3 separate regions of the Sus scrofa genome follow, and regions 1 and 2 are each linked to region 3. A link is a contact called in public Hi-C and promoter capture Hi-C data. All regions are on one chromosome and are shown on one strand. Each heading gives the region's core, a stretch centred on a gene start, on an enhancer-like site or on the middle of the called end of the contact. The rest is flanking DNA. Distances are from core to core; before and after follow the strand shown. Region 1 holds the start of SRGAP1 (SLIT-ROBO Rho GTPase-activating protein 1). Region 2 holds the start of TMEM5 (transmembrane protein 5). Region 3 holds the start of C5H12orf56.

The links. Promoter capture Hi-C pulls out the DNA fragments that hold promoters and counts their contacts. A called contact is a pair of places that touch in the nucleus more often than the background predicts.
Region 1: a Hi-C map of embryonic fibroblasts shows a contact between it and region 3, with 3 times the contacts expected there. The contact joins the promoter of SRGAP1 here to the promoter of C5H12orf56 in region 3. A contact is called at or near these places in 15 of 47 Hi-C or Micro-C datasets (alveolar macrophages, brain, embryonic fibroblasts and 9 more) and 2 of 2 datasets of contacts at active chromatin or transcription factors (alveolar macrophages and skeletal muscle).
Region 2: a contact with region 3 is called in a promoter capture Hi-C map of liver, with 6 times the contacts expected there. The contact joins the promoter of TMEM5 here to the promoter of C5H12orf56 in region 3. A contact is called at or near these places in 2 of 5 promoter capture datasets (fetal liver and liver) and 1 of 2 datasets of contacts at active chromatin or transcription factors (alveolar macrophages).

What each region holds. Positions count from the first base shown.
Region 1 is chr5:28,298,968-28,302,420 of Sscrofa11.1, reverse strand. It overlaps SRGAP1 (SLIT-ROBO Rho GTPase-activating protein 1), which reads right to left and starts at 1,466. Exons shown (of 22, transcript XM_021091938.1): 1 at 440-1,466. The coding sequence starts at 506.
Region 2 is chr5:28,245,263-28,248,699 of Sscrofa11.1, reverse strand. It overlaps TMEM5 (transmembrane protein 5), which reads right to left and starts at 1,291. Exons shown (of 6, transcript XM_005663949.3): 1 at 985-1,291; 2 at 1-115. The coding sequence starts at 1,153.
Region 3 is chr5:28,817,474-28,821,061 of Sscrofa11.1, reverse strand. C5H12orf56 reads left to right here and starts at 1,926. Exons shown (of 13, transcript XM_013997692.2): 1 at 1,926-3,554. The coding sequence starts at 3,303. All of the region lies in intron 5 of XPOT (exportin-T), which reads right to left.

The DNA of each region.
Region 1 (3,453 bases), core at 217-2,716, 520 kb after region 3:
CTGCACTCAATAAAGCTCTAGATCACTTTGGGTCCAGACTTCAGAAAAAAGACTCCTTAAAAAAAAAAAAAACTACATTGTGACAATGGCATTGTTTAAAAAGAATAATAAGGATGATGGTGATGACAACCACTGCTGCTGCCTGCCTCCCCTGCAGATTGCTCGGCTTAAGGTTGTTAAGTTAAAGCCAGGTTTACCCTATTGGAGCTGCGCGCTGGCAGCTGGGGAAAGCCACCCAGTTTCCAGCTCCCCGTGGGTTTGACGGGACTAGGATTGCGACTGGGATTGGCTTGCACGAAGCCCCGGGTGGCTCAACCAGGCACCCTAGCTGTCCCTCACAACCTTCCTCCAACGCAGACCCCAAGTTAGAAATGCAACTCCCAGAGCACAATGACAAGAAAGCACACAAAAGGAGCAGGGCAGCCGCTCCCATTCTTACCTTTGACTTGACTTTCATACTCGGCTATGATCTCTTTGTCCTTTTTGAATCTGCTCGGAGTGGACATTATCCAGCTGTTACTGGGTTTGCTTTCAATGGGCAAGTTCTGTTAGGGGGTCACAGATCAGTCTCCTTGGAGAGGCAGAGTTGTACTCCCACACGCAGTGAACCCAGAGGCAGCACCGACAGGAGGGAAAGGAGGAGGAAGAAGAGGAGGAGGAAAAAAAAGGAGCGAGCCGAGGACTAGATTAACCCAGGCGCTGGCACCATACTCTCCGGATCCAGCTGCCGTCGGTGATGCGGAGGGGAGCCCAGGGCTCGGGGCCGGGGAGGCCTGGTGCGCCGGCAAACTCCGGCGAGCGAGTGGCAGGGGGCGTCTCCCTGCCCACCCCACCCGGAGCTGGCCACTTCCTCTACCACCGCTGGGCGGACGCGGGGATCGCGCCGGCGCTCCGCACCATTGTTAGCAACCCGCACGGGGAGCGCCGGGCAGGGTCAGTCCAGGAGGGCGGGCGCCGCGACCCTCCCTTCTTGCTCCAGCCACCGACTCCGGCGCTCAGGGGTCCCGCCCGGACTAGGGATGTTGCTGCCGGGGCCGCTGCTCCTCCGTGGGCACACACGGCTGCTACTGCCCCGGGCAGGCAAGAGGAATCGCGATCCGAAAGCAAGTCCCAGCGCTGGCCGCGAGGGCGGCTGCCGCGCCTAAAGAACACGTCCTGGTCGCAGCCCCGGCGGAGTTTGTGCCTCCACCGCCGGCGTTAACGCGGGGCCTCTGCCTCCTGGGCCACCGTGCGCCGAGGCTGCCTCTTTCTCCTCGTCCCCCTTTCCGCTGCTGCCCCCAGGAGGCCGCCGGCGACAGGCACACTCGCACACGCACCCGGTGGAGCCGCGCCCCCGGGGCGGCTGCGAAGTTGCCGGCGCTCTCACGGCCCCGCGGCTCCTGGGCGTTCCGGGAGCGAGCTACGGGCGGCAGCGACCCGGGCGGCCGGACGGCGCTCGGCGAGGTGGGGCAGGGCTCGCGGGAGGGGTGGGCTCAGCCACACGTTCCCTTCTCCGCCCTCGCCCCCGCCCGGCTCGGTGAGGAAGCGCCGCGCTCGTCCGGGAAGATGGATGCCTCTTGTGGCCAACCGCAGCCCGGGCCTGCGCGCGGAGCCCGGCGGCCGTGGGCGACGCCCCCAGCGCCTCCCGGGGCTGTGCAGCCTGCACAGCTGGAAAACCCCTCCTGACCAGGCGGGTTGTCTTCGGCCGCCGGTCGGAGCTGTAGTGGGGCTCTTTTCAGAGTCCGGTGGGGAGATCCAGATTTGGATGTCTCCACGAAAGAAAGATGTCACTCGAAGATGTCACCAAACCCAGCAGAAACCCTGGAGTCTATTGTGAACGTCTTGGCTGTTAAGAATCAAGGAAGGGCGAAGCTCTTTGATCTGGGCGGAGAAAAATCATGATCATATTCTCCCTATCTTGGGGGAAGGGGGTGGTTACGATGGCAGGAAAGGTGTGGTGGGGGAACAGGTCACGCTTAGGATGTCATTAGGTTTTGAAGGGACCTTTCCTTCTCAAATATTATGAGCCTGATATATCAAAGTGCTGTGTCCAAAGGCGTGTCCAGTATCAGATGTTTTCCCTGTGAGATCTAAAGAGTGAAGGGACTTTGAGACTTTCATCATTCATTCATGAGACAACATTTTGAGTTCTTACAGCAAGCCAAAAATCAAGCTAAGAGCTAGGGATTCAGAGAGTAGAACCCTGCCCTAAAGAGTCTCACGATCTACAGTTGTATAAATGAGTAATTACAGATGGTACAATAATGCTGTAGGGGAGCTCACTACTCTGGGAGCCCTGAGGAAACTGGGACCGCATAAGAGGTTTGAGAAGAAAGGCTTCCCAGCGAAATGGTATTTGAACTGAATTTAAAGGATGAGTAGGACGTAGGTTTTCACCTTAGGGAAAGGGTCGCATTCTCAGGAGAAGCAGCAGCATCCTTCTCTGGGGGAGTTTGAAATGAGCTGCAAGACCTCTTCCTCTAAAATACCAGATGGGGGAGTTGCCGTCCTGGCTCAGCAGAAATGAATCTAACATCCATGAGGACGCAGGTTGCATCCCTGGCCTCACTCAGTGGGTTAAGGATCCGGCATTGCCCTGAGCTATGGTGTAAGTGGATGACGAGGTGCAGGCCAGTGGCTACAGCTTCGATTTGACCCCTGGGAACCTCCATATGCCGAGGGTGTGCCCCTGACAAGATAAAAAAAGACAAACAAATAAAATACCAGATTGGGAGTTCCTGCTGTGCCGCAGTGCATTAAGAATCCCACTGTAGCACCTTGGGCTACTGTGGAGCTTCGGGTTGGTGCAGTGTGCTGCAGCAGCTGCTGTGGCTCAGGTGGACCTTCCATATGCCACGGATGTGGCCTTAAAAAAAAAAGAAAGAAAATAAAAAAATACCAGATCCCTGACAGGCGATGACAGATGTTTTACTTTATATCAACAGGAGAGAATGTAAGGAAACAATAAAAAATTATTTGTTCCTTTCCATTTTGCCACAGAGGAGGTTAGCTACAGAATTCTCGATTGCCCTAATTTCATGTGGCGCTGTCTTAGGTAAGAGTGTAGGGTGAAGAGCCAGAATATCCAAAGCAGAGGCTGAGAAGGAAGGTGAGGGCCAACTGAGAGAGCCAAGCTCTTGGACACAATTCTGCAGACAGCAGGGAGCCTTTTAAGTAGAGAAGTGTCATGATCATATGCATGTTTTATAAAGATAACTGTTGGCAGGATGGAAGGATGAGTTGGCCATGGGGCTAGAGAGACCAGAGACAAGACACTCACCTTGGTGATAATTGTAGTCAAATCTAAATGTGATTCATATCATCCATCCACGGGCTACTGGAATTTACTTCATATTTGTGCCTGAGAAATACACCTTGGCAACGGAGAATGCAGCCCCTGAAAATGAATCATTGGCTGAGTCTAGACCTAGATCACTGTAGTACTTATGCGCTCCAAAGACAGGGTGCCCAGAG
Region 2 (3,437 bases), core at 42-2,541, 570 kb after region 3:
TTCCCCTTTGTGGACTTATTTAATATTTGAAGGCTAGTTTTAAGTCTCTGCTGTTGCTCATTTTTTTCATCTCCTTCCCAAGGATTCCATTCTTCACTTCTCAAAGTAGATTGCTCTGCTACAAAAAGAGTAACAATTGTTATCAACAAGGTACAGCTGCAGCTATAAATTCAAGCTATTTAAATTAGATGTTAAGGAGTTTAATTACATCCTAACTTCGATTTTTCAGAGATAAAGCAACAGAATTTGAAGTTAAACACAAAATAAAAAAGGAAATAAGAATTTAATTTTGACTGAATCTTTACTCTGAAAGAGCTTGAAATAAAACATTAACACGAGGCAGGAAATTCTAAGTCTTATAAGATAACTGAGTACGGTAATGTGTAGCGAGTTACAAGTTTAACTTGTGCCAATTCTTTATAGATTGTATATATGTAACGCAAGCTATATACAAAAGCCTAACTTGAACATGTTATGTGTCCAACAGTTTTAGATGTGTATGTGCAAAATTCTGAAAGAAGGGAGAAATAAGCCTGAGTCCGCTCCTGCCATAGGTCAAAATGCAAAACAGGGGATAAGAACTTGGAGATAAAGCTCTCTGGCCTTCTGAAGTCAAGGCAGGGTTAGAGAAGGCTCTTTGTTTCAATATGGAAACAGATGTCTTTAAGCCAGCGGCATTCTCGCCAACCTCTGACATTTTGTGAGCGCGCCTTTGATTTTTAAGATGTGTTTTAAAGGTGACCGCACCTGTCAGCCCAGTGGGAGGGGCATGTTAGATCTGGGCAAGGGCCGAATCCCGAGGCCAGGGCCGGCTACCTGGAGTTGAGCGAGGAAAAGCGTACCCCGGGGCCTGGGGGTTAGTGCCGGACAGAGAGCAGGTCGGATGGCCACGCGGCTCTGCTAGCCCGGCCCCCACCGCCCGGCAGCCGCGCGTCCGCGTCCGGGCGCGCAGCCGAGGAGGGAGGCCACTGCCCGGTGTCCTACCTCGGCCGCGCCTCTCCCGCGCCGGGACAGCCCCCTTCCTGAGGCCCCGCAGAGACGGAGCCGGCGTCCGGCGGCGGCCCCCGAAGAAGACGTGGTAGGCGGCGTAGAGGGAAAAGAGGCAGTACAGGGCGATGAGAAACGAGCACAGACGCTTCCGCGTCAGCCGCATCCCACTGAGGCTTCCCGTCAGGCCACCGTGGAGATGGGCCGGAGCTGAAGCGGACGCTCCGCGCCGCGGCCCTGGCGGCGTCCGGTGCAGGCCCAGGCGCCGGCGGGCGTCACCAGAAACGGCCCGGCCCGCCGCTCCTCTGCCCCGCCCTCGCCCGGTTCAGGCCCCGCCCCTGGCCCCGCCCAAGCCTCTCTGCGGCTCCTCCCTACCCTAGGCCCCGCCCCTTCGGGAGCGCTGAGGTCCTCCTTGACACAGACTCAAGACTTGGGCATTGAAAGACCACACCTTCCCATCGCTGCTCCCAGACCTCTGCAAGGGTATCCAGGAACCCTTTCAACGCTACCCAACTTCCTATGTACAGAATGCCTTCACTGTTACCTGATCTCAAAGGAAAAAACCCCAAACAGCACCTTTTTTCATGAAGGCCACACGAGGGCATGGATCACTGCAGTTTTTGATCAACATGTGATTCCTAGTCTGCTGCATTGACAGGTGAATGAACATAGAAACCCATTAAAGAAATTAAGAGGTGGGTAATGGCACAACATTGTGAATGTAATTCTCATTTAATGGTACACTTAGAAATGGTTAGAGTAGCAAATATCATATTATCTATACCTTCCCAAAATCAAAATACTTTTTAAATTAAGTTTTATTGCTATGATGTGACTTCAGTGCACAAGCCATGCAGTCTTTTGTCAGAGGCTGTAAAATTGAATGGTGTCTATCAATTTTCTATGTTAACCCTTGTGAAATTGGGCTCTTCCCCCCACCCCCCACCCCCACCAGTTGGCTGTTTCTGGTATTGCTGTTCAATTTGTCTGGCAGCCTTGGTAGCTAGAAAATTTATGGGATATAAGTGTGGAGTTGACTGTTAGAGCCACAAGTTGCTGTATCCTGATAGATTTAACGCTACTCCAGTATTACTCTACTTTGTCTTAACGTTTCTGGATAAAATTTCCAACACATCAATTAGCAAAAACTTACTTTTTCTGAATTTAATGCTCTTAGAGTCAGGACTCTGTCTTTTAAAATGACATCTAGATAATCTGATAAGGAGAATTTTAAGACTGGAAGGAAATGAAGGTTCAGAGAGGTGAGGTGATGACTCAAATCATATACTTTGTTAGTGGCTGAGCTGGGACTGGAAATCCTGCGTCTGTTCTCTGCTCTGCATCATTGCTATTAGAGGAGCTGTGTTCTGGCCCCTCAACCTGTTTTTATTCATTTTTTTTTTGCTTAAAAATATCATATACTAATAATAAAAAGCTTGAGTTTAATCATACATCTTAATTATCCATTTTCCAATTTGACTCCAAGTACGGCATGGTTGTTCCTCCAAATTAAATCTGTCATCAAAGGATAAAACTGTACCACAGTTGAGGATATTAAAACAAGGCAGTAAGTTTGTGAAAGCAGATTATAAGAAGTTTCCAAAGTTTTTTGAGGACATTAAGTGAAATAATTATACATATCTAACCAAGATATTTTTTAAAATTTTATCGAAGTATAATTGATTTATAATGGTTTGTAATTTTTGATGTACAGCAAAGTGACTCAGTTATACATATATATTATTTTTCATATTACTTTCCATTATGTTTTATCACAGGATATTGACTATAGTTTCCTTTGCTATATAGTAGAACTTTATCTGTACTATGTATAATAGTTTGCTTCTGCTAATCTCAAACTCCCACTTTTTTCCTCCCTACTACAGGTCTGTTTTCTATATCTGTGAGTCTGTTTTTGTTTTGTAGATATGTTGATTTGTGTTGTATTTTAGATTCCACATATAAGTGATGAAAATATGGAACACTTCACGAATTTGCGCGTCATCCTAGTGCAGGGGCCATGCTAATCTCTGTATCGTTCAAATTTTAGTATATGTGCTGTCCGAGCAGGCACCAAGATATTTTCTTATTAAAAACGAGACAATGGTTACTATCTGAAGCCTCCCTTTGCCTACAGATTCTCATTTTTAGTCTTCTCCTAGGAAAAAAAAAAGTGTCTTTTTAAAAACTTCCCTGTGGATATTATTTTTAGCCTAGTTGTAGCTTTACTGTTTATTAGCTATACAAAACTAAATCAGGTTGCTTGGCACCTTATCTCTTTCTATAAAATGGGGTTAACAATGCCTACCTCATGGTTTTTATGTTTTTTGGGAAATCATTTTTTCTTTTGCTTCCACTTACCTCCTTTGCCCAATAAAATATTTCAGATTTGGCTTTTGTTGTTGTTGTTGTTAAGAGTCTTTAGAGGGGAGCTCCTGTCGTGCTCAGGA
Region 3 (3,588 bases), core at 677-3,176:
CCTAGGAGAGCCAAAAAAACTCAAAAACAAACACACACCCCCCCCCCCCCCGATAATGGATACACAACAAGTTCCTACTGTACAGCATGTGGAACTATATCCAATCTTCTGAGATAGACCATGATGGAAAATAATATAAAAAAAGAAGGTATATACATATGACTGAGTCACTTTGTTGTACAGCAGAAATCAGCACATTTTATTTATTTATTTTTTTGGTCTTTTTGGCTTTTCTAGGGCCGCTGCCACGGCACATGGAGGTTCCCAGGCTAGGGGTCTAATTGTTGCTGTAGCCGCTGGCCTACATCAGAGCCACAGCAACGCTGGATCTGAGGCACGTCTGCCACCTACACCACAGCTCACCACAGCTCACGGCAACGCTGGATCCTTAACTCACTGAGCTGGGCCAGGGATCGAACCTGTGTCCTCATGGATACTAGTCGGTTCGTTAACCAATGAACCACTGAAAAATTCCCATTCCTTTTGATAGTTTTATCAGGAAAGTTTATCAGGTTAAGTGCTTGATTGTACAAGATCTGTCAAAGTGCTTGCTGAGTTTGGATGGATTTAGAAGATAAGGAGTAAATGCCTAGGTAGGGTGTGATTTTAATGATCCTCATACAGCCTACCAAAAGATAAGGGAATATGGATGTTTTACATGTCTGTGGTGCTTTTAGAATTCCTAAGTCCTTACCTTCACTCCTCACACCCACTCCTTGATGCAGGGCATTTGTTAATAGCAGTTAGTTTCACTTTACGGATGGTGAAACAGGCTCAAAAGGTGAAGTGACTTTCCAAAAATCTCAGATAGTGAGCAACAGGATTAGTGCTCTAATCCAGTTCTCCTGACTCCAAATCTAGGGATCTTTCTCCTATATAAAAGCCCCTTTCTGTGATCTGAACTTTGCTGTTGCCAAGGTAACAGCCACAGTACAGAACAATGAGTGCCTGGAAACCATGACACTGCCTTCTCTGTATGCCGCAAAGTTAAACATTTAACTGAGGTCACCTTAACCACCAGACCCTTTATTAGATTCCCTCATATGCTTCATCTTTATGTTTGTTAACCCTAGTACCCTTGTCTCCAAAAGCTCATTTATGATGGGCTTCCTGGCAGAGAGACCAGACATGCTGTCTTTTCTGGTCCTGACTCAGTCGTTCTGTTCCTTAGTCCCAGGAGGTGAGTATGGAACAGGGAGCCTGAAAGACACTGAATAGCCGTCTGAACTGAGGCCTTTTCCCCCATGTGGGCCTCACATTCTACCTGTAGTCATTTGCCTTTCACTCTTGTGAGGTGTGGCTATTTGGCAAAGGTGAGGAGGCTTTGCTTTCTATTGGTTTGATACAACAAATTCTAGAATAGGTTAGACGGAGAAGAGTCTTTTTTTTTTTTTTTTAGGGCCACACCCACGGCATATGGAGATTCCCAGGTTAGGAGTGGAGTTGGAGCTACAGCTGCTGGCCTACACCACAGCTATAGCAAAACAGGATCTAAGCGGCGACTGCAACCTACACCACAGCTTGGGGCAACACTGGATCCTTAACCCGAGCAAGGACAGGAATGGAACCCACATCCTCATGGATCCTAGTCGGGTTCATTAATTGCTGAGCCACGAAGGGAACTCCTGGGAAGAGTCTTTATTTCAAAGGAAATAGCCATGCCTCTGGGGTTCTCTCTTCATCCTGGTATGAAGTTATGAAGAGTCAGTCGTATAATCTGATTCTAAGAAAACTTTATTTATTTATGCATTTTTATTTTTTTATCTTTTTAGAGCTGCAGGTGTGGTATATGGAAGTACCCAGGCTAGGGGTCAAATTGGAGCTGTAGCTGGTGGCCTACATCACAGCCATAGCAATGCCACATCTGAGCCGCATCTGCGATATCTACACCACAGCTCATGACAACACTGGATCCTTAACCGACTGAGCGAGGCCAGGGACCGAATTTGAGTCCTCATGGATACTAGTGGGGTTTGTTGCCGCTGATCCATGACTAACTTCTAAGAAACTTTAAATTCGAGGTCATTTAAGATTTTGTCAGCAGATGGCACTTCTCTCCTTACCAAATACAAGTCTCTCCAAAAAGAAATACTGTTTCTGTTTCTTTGCTGCTGCTGAGCTCCTCAGACTTCTTTAGCACATCCAAACATTTCTCCTCAGTTACCGTTTGCAGGGATTTAGTCTACAATATCTGTTTATGTGTTTTGTGTATACTCTCTTTCCACAAAGGACTTGAAATTGCTTTTAACACACAGTATGCATTAATAAAATATGAGGAAAAGGAGAATATAAAATGCAATATAGAATATAGGATTTGATTCTGAGTTGCAGGTAGCTGGAAGAAAACATACAAAATATAAATACATGGTTTACATTACCAGGTTACTGGGTGAATGGGCAGGGAGGGAGAATGACTTTCCTAGGGCTTGAAATTAAAATGAAAGTTCTCACCTAGGATATATTGGAGGCAAGTTTCTATCTATTGTTGTGCCCTTCTCATGTCTCTGACCTAATTTATAATGTTATTCCTGGTCTGTAAAAACTAAAGGGTACTTTTACTACCCTGCAGCCTCAGGCCTGCCTGACCAACATTTCTCAACCTCTAAGCTTCAATTTTTTCAAGATTCAGGCTTCACGCAGTCTCTCATCCTACACAGGTTGTTTAAACTGCCTACAGGGGGGCATTGTCCTGGGCACTGGGAACAGAAGCATATCCATTAGACAGGTCTGGGTGTGCTCAAATCAATTTATAAAATTTTCTTCTGTCAGAGAGCTCTTACGTAGCTCAAGAAAACTTAAGAGAGTTATGCCGGGCAATGTTATAACGGAAAGCTAAACCTGTGTGATTGACCTTAAGAAAGCTTTAGGATTGTTCTATTTAAAAATAAATCGGTAAATTGCAACTCGCCCAAGTTTCCAATAGAAAACCAGACTAAAGCTGGGGCTTCCACACAGTTTGCAAGGGACGGCCTTGGTGGGCAGCAGCTAGAGTAGGAGAGGGCGGGTGAGCGGAGGGCCCCAAGATGCTTGGCAGCGAGGAACCTCAAGAAGCGGTGTCTTGCCCCTCCCACTGCAGTCTGGGGTTGGGATTGGGGGGGAGGGCGGGGCCGGACCGGGGGCTCTAGGGAGCGAGACCCGGCGTTGGGCTCCGAAGAGGGGGGCCTGGCCCCCAGGACCCGCGGGAGGCGGTGGCAGGGCGGCGGCTTTGTGGCGCGCGCGGGTTCCACCGCGGGCGGGGCGGAGGCTGGGCGGGCCAGAAGCGTCCGCCGCTCCAGCCACTCGGCCCGGCCGCGGGCACCCCTATGGCCAGCCCCACGCCGTCTGGCTTCCCAGCGCGCACCAACAGCCGCCTGGATGCGTTCCTGCGGAGGCGTCTGCCGCCTGAGGTCTACGACGCCATCCGCGCCTACGAGCCGTGCATCGTGGCCTCCGATTCGGAGAAACACACCTTAAAGTACGTGGTGCTCAGCGACCGGCTCATCTACCTGACCGAGAACCCGCCCAAGTCTATCCGGCGAGTAGTGGCGCTGAGGGACGTCGTGGCCATCGACCTGGTGAGGCGCGCGGGCGGGCAGTCGGATCGCGAGA